2 separate regions of the Capsicum annuum genome follow, and region 1 is linked to region 2. A link is a contact called in public Hi-C data. All regions are on one chromosome and are shown on one strand. The core of a region is the stretch at or near the end of the contact, and the rest is flanking DNA. Distances in the headings are between cores, read along the strand shown. Region 1 holds the start of LOC107863520 (leucine-rich repeat receptor-like protein kinase TDR). Region 2 overlaps LOC107863521 (a long non-coding RNA gene).

Region 1 (4,156 bases), core at 1,152-3,651, 200 kb before region 2:
CCTTGTACACTGTCCCTGTTGAACCCATTCCGAGGATCTTGTCTGTCATTGTCAAGCACTCCAGTACATCATGCGCCGTGAAGTTCAATCTCTGAAATGCGGTTAATTTCCACGGGCCAACTTCTCTGTCAGCTGAAAATCGACGACTGTAATTTGCCTGGAAACATCGGCTGCCAGCGATAAGTACGAACAACCCGATACCGAATGCTGCTGCCATAATCCAGACAATTGCGCCGGCTGTCTTTTTGGGCTGTGGCTTAACTTCCATTGCTCCTGCTTCGAGTCCGTCGGTCCTGCAAGGCTTTTGAAGTACAGTACCACATAGGCCTTCGTTGCCGATGAAGTTGGAAGAATGTAGGCTGGAGAAAATTGAGCCTGAAGAAGGCACTGGACCAGTGAGCTGATTGTAGGATACATTGAAGCTTTCTAATGTACTGGAATTGGCAAAATGTGAAGGAATGGTTCCAGTGAGAAAATTGTGAGACAAATCAACCTCTGATATTGAAGGAATTGCAGATATTTCCCACGGAATGATACCCGTGAGCAAATTTCGTCGAAAATTCATGCAAACGAGCTTCTCACAATGCTCAATATCCCATGGAATGCTTCCTGTAAGATTGTTTCCTTCCAGCTCGATGGTGTAGAAAGCTCGACACCCTTTGAAGTTTGGGATATTCCCGACAAGGCCACTATAACTGGCTGAAAAGATTTGCAGAGTTAGCGAACTCCAGATATTATCTGGCAACTCACTGTTGAATGAATTCTCCGATATGTTCAAATAATCCACTTTAACGGAATTCCCAAAATCACTTGGAATTGGACCAGAGAAATTATTTTTACTCAAGTCCAAGTAGGATAAATTCGGCAAAAAACCAAAGCCTAATGGTATTGAACCGTTGAGTCTGTTGTTTTGAATTCTACACCGGACCAATGCAGTGCAATTTGCTAAGGAAGAAGGGAGCTCACCAATAAACTGGTTTGAGAACATGATGAGTTTAACTAAGTTTTCGCTTAGACAGAGATTTGGTGGAATGGGACCTGAGAGATTGTTTGAAGAAACATCAAGTTGTTGCAGCTTTGCATTTGAACCCAACTTCTGCGGTAAAATCCCAGTGAGTGAGTTATTCCATAGAGACAATAATTCAAGATTAGGAAGCTCACCAATGCCTTGTGGGATTTCACCTGTTAACTTATTGTTCATCAAATGCAAGAGGGTAAGCTCCTTCAATCCTGAAATTCCTTCCGGGATTGTTCCAGAAAGATTGTTGTCCGATAAGTCCAATGATTTCAGCGATGTCAATTTGGCAAAAGACAGCGGAATTGGACCAAACAAGTGGTTCTTGAATAGAAGCAGAGTTTCAAGCTTTGTCAAGTTGCCTAGCCCAACAGGAAGATTACCAGAAAGGCTTGCTTGGGAGATATCAAGATAGTTTAAATTTGACAAAAAAGAAAATTCATCAGGGACAAAACCAGTGAAGTTCTGGTAACCAATCTCCATATGTTCAAGTTGTTTCAAGAAACCCAACTCAGGCAAAACAGGACCAGTCAAACAATTTCCAGACAAGTGCAAAAACTTCAGCTTTGTTAAGCCACCATAACTTTTCGGAATTTCACCTATGAAATAGCTTCCACCAAAGTTAAGGTACTCAAGATTGGGGAGCTGAACAACTTCTTCCGGCAAAGGGCCGGTAAAATTGTTACTATAAGCATTTAGGTGTGTTAAAGACTTGAGTCTTGATACACCAGAGGGAAACGTTGAATTAAAGTTGTTGTGACTAATATCAAGAGTCTTGAGGAAAGGGAATTCAAAAATGACTGTTTGGAGAGGACCGTCAAAAGCATTTCCACTCAAATTCAGGTGGTGAAGGTGTACAAGGTTTATGATATCTGATGGAATTGTACCAGAAAGATTGCGCCTTGAAAGATCAAGTGAGGTGATTTGGTTAGTTTTCTTGTCACATTTGATGCCAGACCATGAGCACCAAATGTGAGAACCTGGTCTAGAGAAGGCAAGAGTGGGATCCCAGTCATTGAAGGTGTTCTGTTGATCATGGAAAGAGGACTTTAATGTCAAAAGAGAAATGAGTTGTAGAGGAAGATTTGAACTAGTAATGGAGAAAACAAGTGAAATTCTTGTTAAGAAGAAGAAAAATGTAATAAGAAAGAGAGGAAGGGAGTGTTGTTTCATGGTTATGCTCTTATGGGGTTATGGTGGAAATGGCAGATAAATGGAGAGGCAAATTTAAGGGAAGGAAGGTTTTGATGGTTAAGAAATGCTTTTTAGGAGTGCTGGAAACTGAGGGGGGTTTCATCATGACTAGCTTCCCCTTCAGTGGGTTTTGTTTGATCTTTGGTGTAAAGAGAGAGAAAAGAAAGCAAAACAAATTTCAAAATAAAATCCAAAAATCTTTTGTTCTTTCATTATACTTTGCCCGGCCTGCTATACCTCTTTTAAAAAAAAAAAAAATTACTTCATTAAAGTAATGATTAAAAAAATTAATTAAAATAATATTTTATTAAAATGATCTTATTAATATTTCCTTCGTTTCGTTTTGGCCCTCTTTCTTAAAAATTATGTGTTTCAATTTAGTCTTCAAAGTTATGAAATTAAAATAAGTTTATTATGTTCTTTTAATATTATTTATATTATTAAATAATTAAATAAAATAAATATACTTAAATTTATTTTATTAAAGTATAATTAATAAAATTAATTTGATAAAATAAATTTTTAATAAATATTTATTTTTAAAAAGCATAAGTCAATAAGAACCGATTATTTTTAAACAAGGAAAGGAATATTTTAGAACTGCAAGTTTGATTATTAAAAGAATCAATAAAATGAAACGTTTATTTTTTATTAGGAGTCAAATAAAATAAAACTGAGGGAGTACATTTGTACTTTTCCTCTTCTTGCTCTTTAGCTTCTGCTGCAGCTTCTGTTTTGTAACTCCCACTCTCCTCACACAATTAATCACTACTACTATTTGATAATGATAAATGTATGTGCTGCTCTGTTTTCGTTTGCTTTAATTTCTCTATTTGTCTCTCTTTGCTCAGCATTTTCACACTTATTCTGCTCTCTTGAAATACTTTTTCTTAGATTTCATTCCTCTTTTCTTTTTTAATTCTTTTCCCCACCGCTTTTGCATAATTCCTTGTGCCTTTATCTTAGCCAATCAAAAAGATTGTATATAATAGAATTTGTACAGTATTTCCTCCGACAATTTTTATTTGTTTAATTTAAAAAATTAATATATAATTTATTATTTTATTTTAAATTTTTATTATTAATTATAGATATTTTTAAAAATATGAAATTTACTATATTTAAAAAATAATACAACAAAATTTTAATTTAGATTAATTACTTTTTAGAAAATGTGTTAAATTAAATACTGCACAAATAAAAATGAGTGGAGCAATTAGTATAATGGCAATGTCTCACGCAGGATCCAATAAAGTTGGTTTTCGATTTTCCCCTTCACCACATTATTCCTTTAATCTTATTTTTTTTTCCTTAATTTTTTCGTTTGTGTAATTCTTTCCACTTTGAACAAGCAAATGAAAGCACCTTGTGACATTGGCCCATGCTGGAAGGACCACATAAATAAATCTTTAACTGGAAAATCTTTCAAAATGTTAATTTAATCATCAGGTGTCTCTAATATTAACTTGATTAGTGATGATTAATAATCAATCATCCTTCCATGTGGTCACAAGTATATATACAAACAACATCTATAATGGTCCATTATTTAAGACTAGTGTAGTTTATTAGTACAAGATTATGAATCTATTATCCACTACTCATCTCTTAAAGACAAAGCAAAGAAGGAAAAACAAAAAGAAGAAAAGAGCGAGTGACAGAGAACCTACGAAAGAAAAAAAAAATTAAAAAACCCATTACTCCAATGTGAACAAGTATAGCCTTTTTAAAGATAGTAGTACATTGGGATTCATTAAATCTGTTAAGTTTATCAGAGAACTGTTTTTAACATTTATTATTGTTACTTTCAAGTGGGAAATTTTCATTCTATCGAGGTTGAAATTCAAAGTCTAGAAAATGTAGAAGAGGAAGTAACTGGATTTCTATTCTTGCATTTAGGGCCGGCATATTTTGGATAAAATTGAAAAAATTAAAAAATTATATCGA
Region 2 (4,174 bases), core at 1,650-4,149:
GTATATGTTTTATAAATTAGTATATATATCATTATATTGTAGCATATATCTTGTAGTATATATTTTATCTAGAGTAGTATATATATTGAATGGTACGTATATATGTGTATATATAGAATATAGACTCTAAAGTAGTGTATATTTAACGTATACATGCATATATGTTTTATAAATTAGTATATATATCATCATATTATAGTATATTTTATTTAAAGTAATAAATATATATTGAATGGTACATATATATGTGTATATATCTACCATAGACTCTAAAGTAGTGTATATTTAACGTATACATATGTATATATTTTATAAATTAGTATAATATCATTATATTGTAGTATATTTTATTTAAAGTCGTACATATATATTGAATGGTACGTATATATGTGTATATATATCTTCTATAGACTCTAAAGTAGTGTATATTTAATGTATATATGTGTATATATTTTATAAATTAGTACATATATCATTATATTGTAGCATATATCTTGTAGTATATGTTTTATCTAGAGTAGTATATAAATTGAATGGTACGTATATATATATGTATAATTAGAATATAGACTCTAAAGTAGTGTATATTTAACGTATACATATTTGTGTGTTTTATAAATTAGTATATATATCATTATATTGTAGTATATATATTTTAGTATATTTTAGGAAAAAATACATAAAGTAGCATATTTAATTATTAAATTACAAAAAATAACAACACTTTTATCAAATTACATTTTGTAGCATATGTATTTGTAGGTATTTGTATTTTTGTAGTAGCAGCAGCTTGCAAAAATACAAAATACATATCGATCATAAGGGTAGTAAAATCATATGTATTTGTATTTTTGTAGCAACATTTTGCAAAAATACAAAATATAACTTGCTGTATTATGAATTATGAAACTGTTGCTATGAAACTCATAATTAAGGGGATAAGCATGTTATTTCTGAATTTTGCCCTATTTTTTTTATTTAAAGTAGTACATATATATTGTATGGTACGTATATATGTGTGTATATTTTCTATAGACTCTAAAGTAGTATATATTTAACGTATACATGTGTATATGTTTTATAAATTAGTATATAATTATATATATAGTGTGTGTATATATTGTAGTATATTTTATTAAAAGTAGTACATATATATTGAATGATACGTATATATGTGTATATATATCTTCTATAGAATCTAAAGTAGTGTATATTTAACGTATACATGTGTATATGTTTTATAAATTAGTATATATATCATTATATTGTAGTATATATTTTGGAGCATATTTTTTAAAGTAGTACATATATTGAATTGTACATATATATGTGTATATATAGAATATAAACTCTAAAGTAGTATATATTTAACGTATACATGTGTATATGTTTTATAAATTATATATATAGTGTGTGTATATATTGTAGTATATTTTATTTAAATTAGTACATATATATTGAATGATATGCATAAATGTGTATATATCTTCTATAGACTCTAATGTAGTGTATATTTAATGTATACATATGTATATATTTTATAAATTAGTATATATATCATTATATTGTAGTACATATATTGTAGTATATTTTATTGAAAGTAGTACATACATATTGAATGATATGTAATGTGTATATATCTTCTATACTCTAAAGTAGTATATATTTAACGTATACATGTGTATATATTTTATAAATTAGTATATATATCGTTATATTGTAGTATATATCTTGTAACATATGTTTTATTTAGAGTAGTATATATATAACTAATGTATCGGCATATACGCAATTACATGTGTAATTGTGTTTATGTTTTTAAATTCTAATGTACTACATATAGTGGATATATGTTGTTTAACGTATTTAAAATGTATATAGGTGGGTATATATAGTGTATATTGGAGAAAAAACTTTTAATTTTTTTTTTGTTTTTGACCGGTTGATCGGATTTTGGACCGGTTTTAGATGGGTTGGACCGGGTTAGGTTAAGTGGGCCGATTCAGGGTTGTTTTTTTTAAAAAATACTATTGGGCCCGAAACCAGATCAGCCCATTTAACCAGATCCGAATCCTGACCGGCCCACAAACCGGATAAACTCAACGGGCCGGTTCCGGATTGAGCCAGCCTGGCCCACTTAACAGCCCTAGTCATGTGGAAGAAACGTACTTGCTCTATCCACGAGACAGTATAATTAAGTGACGCTCAGAGTGGAGAACAAAAAGTGGTCATTGGCAATCATACACTTTTCATTTGCATGCTTATTGCGCCCCCTAGATATATCATGCAACTAGTGGTTAAACTGTACAATACATTAAAATGGTAAATATTTATGTACCACCAAGTCTTTACGTCTAACTAATCAATTAACCTTAAGAATCAACATTCGATGAAAATGTGTATCCCTAACCAAGTGTTAAAAAGTATGTATGAATATGTTAATTACACAATAAAAGTGAAGGCTTCTTTGACCTTGTAATGGCACCAGAGTTCAACTTGGGTAAAAATCGTCAAAAGTAGAAGAATTTAAACTTCACCATGGTCGACCTAAGTGAACAGTTGGATAATATACACTACCACTAAGGTACATTAAATACACGGTACACCATCAGAATACCTCTGGTTAAAACAAAAACACCCCTATTATTGACTAGGACTACAAAGTTACATCGAGTTCCCTCTCTCTATCTTTCCTCTTTAGTTAATCCCCCGCCCCCACTTTTGTTTCTCCATGGTTTCGTAAAGCTTCTCACTATTTTGCTTTTAGAAATCAAAGGACACACTGTCTTCATGGAATCCATCTAATATCTGTAATTTCAAGCAAGGTGCATGAATTCCAACCAAACGACCGAAACTTCAAACGAATAATCATCTATGTTTAGAAAATTTAAGCTTGTTCACTTTTTCCTATCCATTGGAAACTGGCCTATGCGCCAAGTCTACTTGATCATCACAAGCTTCATTTCCTCACTTTGGTTACTTTATCTGCTCAAACTTTCAAAGCATATAATCATAAAATGTTGCCACTGCAGGTCACTCAAGAGTTGTTTTGAAAAAAAGTTGTAGGGACATTAGACATACATCCATGGGAGTTTCCATGACCGACCACTTATTTCCTTAACTTAAACTCTATCATACTTAGTTCTACTTGACCAAGTTTCACTGTTATATCAGGATCAGTCTGTGAAGTTGCATAAAGAGGGAGCACGATTTTATCTACAAGTGGAGCCAAATAAAGTATCTGGAGGCAATCCACACAATGATAAAGAGAATTGACATGATGAGTACATCAAAATCTATACAGGATGACCTTAAACGTACATATGCAGTATCCTATGATACTGAACATAACTTTTTTGGGTAATAAACAAACAATAGTAAAGCCTGCGAACAGATTTTGAACATAGAATTTATTCACTTACTATATAGTAATTACGCCTTAACAATTCTGCATGAAGTTCCACTTGATCTCGAAATACAAAGGAAGAAAAACCAAAGAAAAGGTATGATGGCAATGCAACAAAACCACCAGCTAGTAATGCAGCATTTTAGTACCACTTTGTTACTGCTGCAACTGAACAAATGTTCGGAAAGAACTATATCAAAGCAGAAGCACCAGCAAGTTGATACCTCTTTGTATTTAGGTAAGAATGGTTTGTACGTGTCACCTACAAGAGCAAGGGAAAATGTAGAATTAGATTGCATAAGATACTTGTACCAGCATAAAGATTAAACTGAATTTTGATAAAATAAAAATGTTTTAAAAAAAGTGCCTGTCAGTGAAGCGCGATTACTCAATATAAATTACTTTGTATAACTCGATAATGATATTGCAATCAATGCTTTTCTTTTTCTTTTTTAAAAAAAAAAAGAAAACAAAAAAGCCATCACCAATGGTTGAGGTTCATTGGTTTGGGGGTTAGGCTTGAACAATATCATGTCTATAAAGCTATGCAAATGTCTTCCAGAGGAGGTGAAAGGATTTAGCCTATACAGATCCTTTCATTGCAATCAATGTAAAGAGAACATCAGACTCAAACATCACCCCGCCTTAGGAGAATACAACTAAGCTGAAAGTAAATTACAGAGTTAAAGGCTAATCTTCCTAAATATCTTTTAAATGGGTTAAGTCATTAATGATGTACTGTCATTCATGATTAAACTGGATCTGAAA

What was found. A called contact is a pair of places that touch in the nucleus more often than the background predicts.
Region 1: a Hi-C map of bud shows a contact between it and region 2, with 3 times the contacts expected there. The contact joins the promoter of LOC107863520 here to the enhancer-like site in region 2. A contact is called at or near these places in 3 of 5 Hi-C or Micro-C datasets (bud, leaf and placenta).

Annotation. Positions count from the first base shown.
Region 1 is chr3:184,274,118-184,278,273 of UCD10Xv1.1, reverse strand. It overlaps LOC107863520 (leucine-rich repeat receptor-like protein kinase TDR), which reads right to left and starts at 2,401. Exons shown (of 2, transcript XM_016709458.2): 1 at 1-2,401. The coding sequence starts at 2,188.
Region 2 is chr3:184,070,701-184,074,874 of UCD10Xv1.1, reverse strand. It overlaps LOC107863521 (a long non-coding RNA gene), which reads right to left. Exons shown (of 2, transcript XR_007053132.1): 2 at 3,264-4,174. Among protein-coding and RNA genes, the nearest start is that of LOC107863521, 11 kb to the right of the region's middle. Within about 2 kb of position 2,899, at least 3 of the 5 cell types and tissues checked have an H3K27ac peak or open chromatin away from gene starts, as enhancers often do. A contact at or near this core is called in bud and leaf, where this site is marked.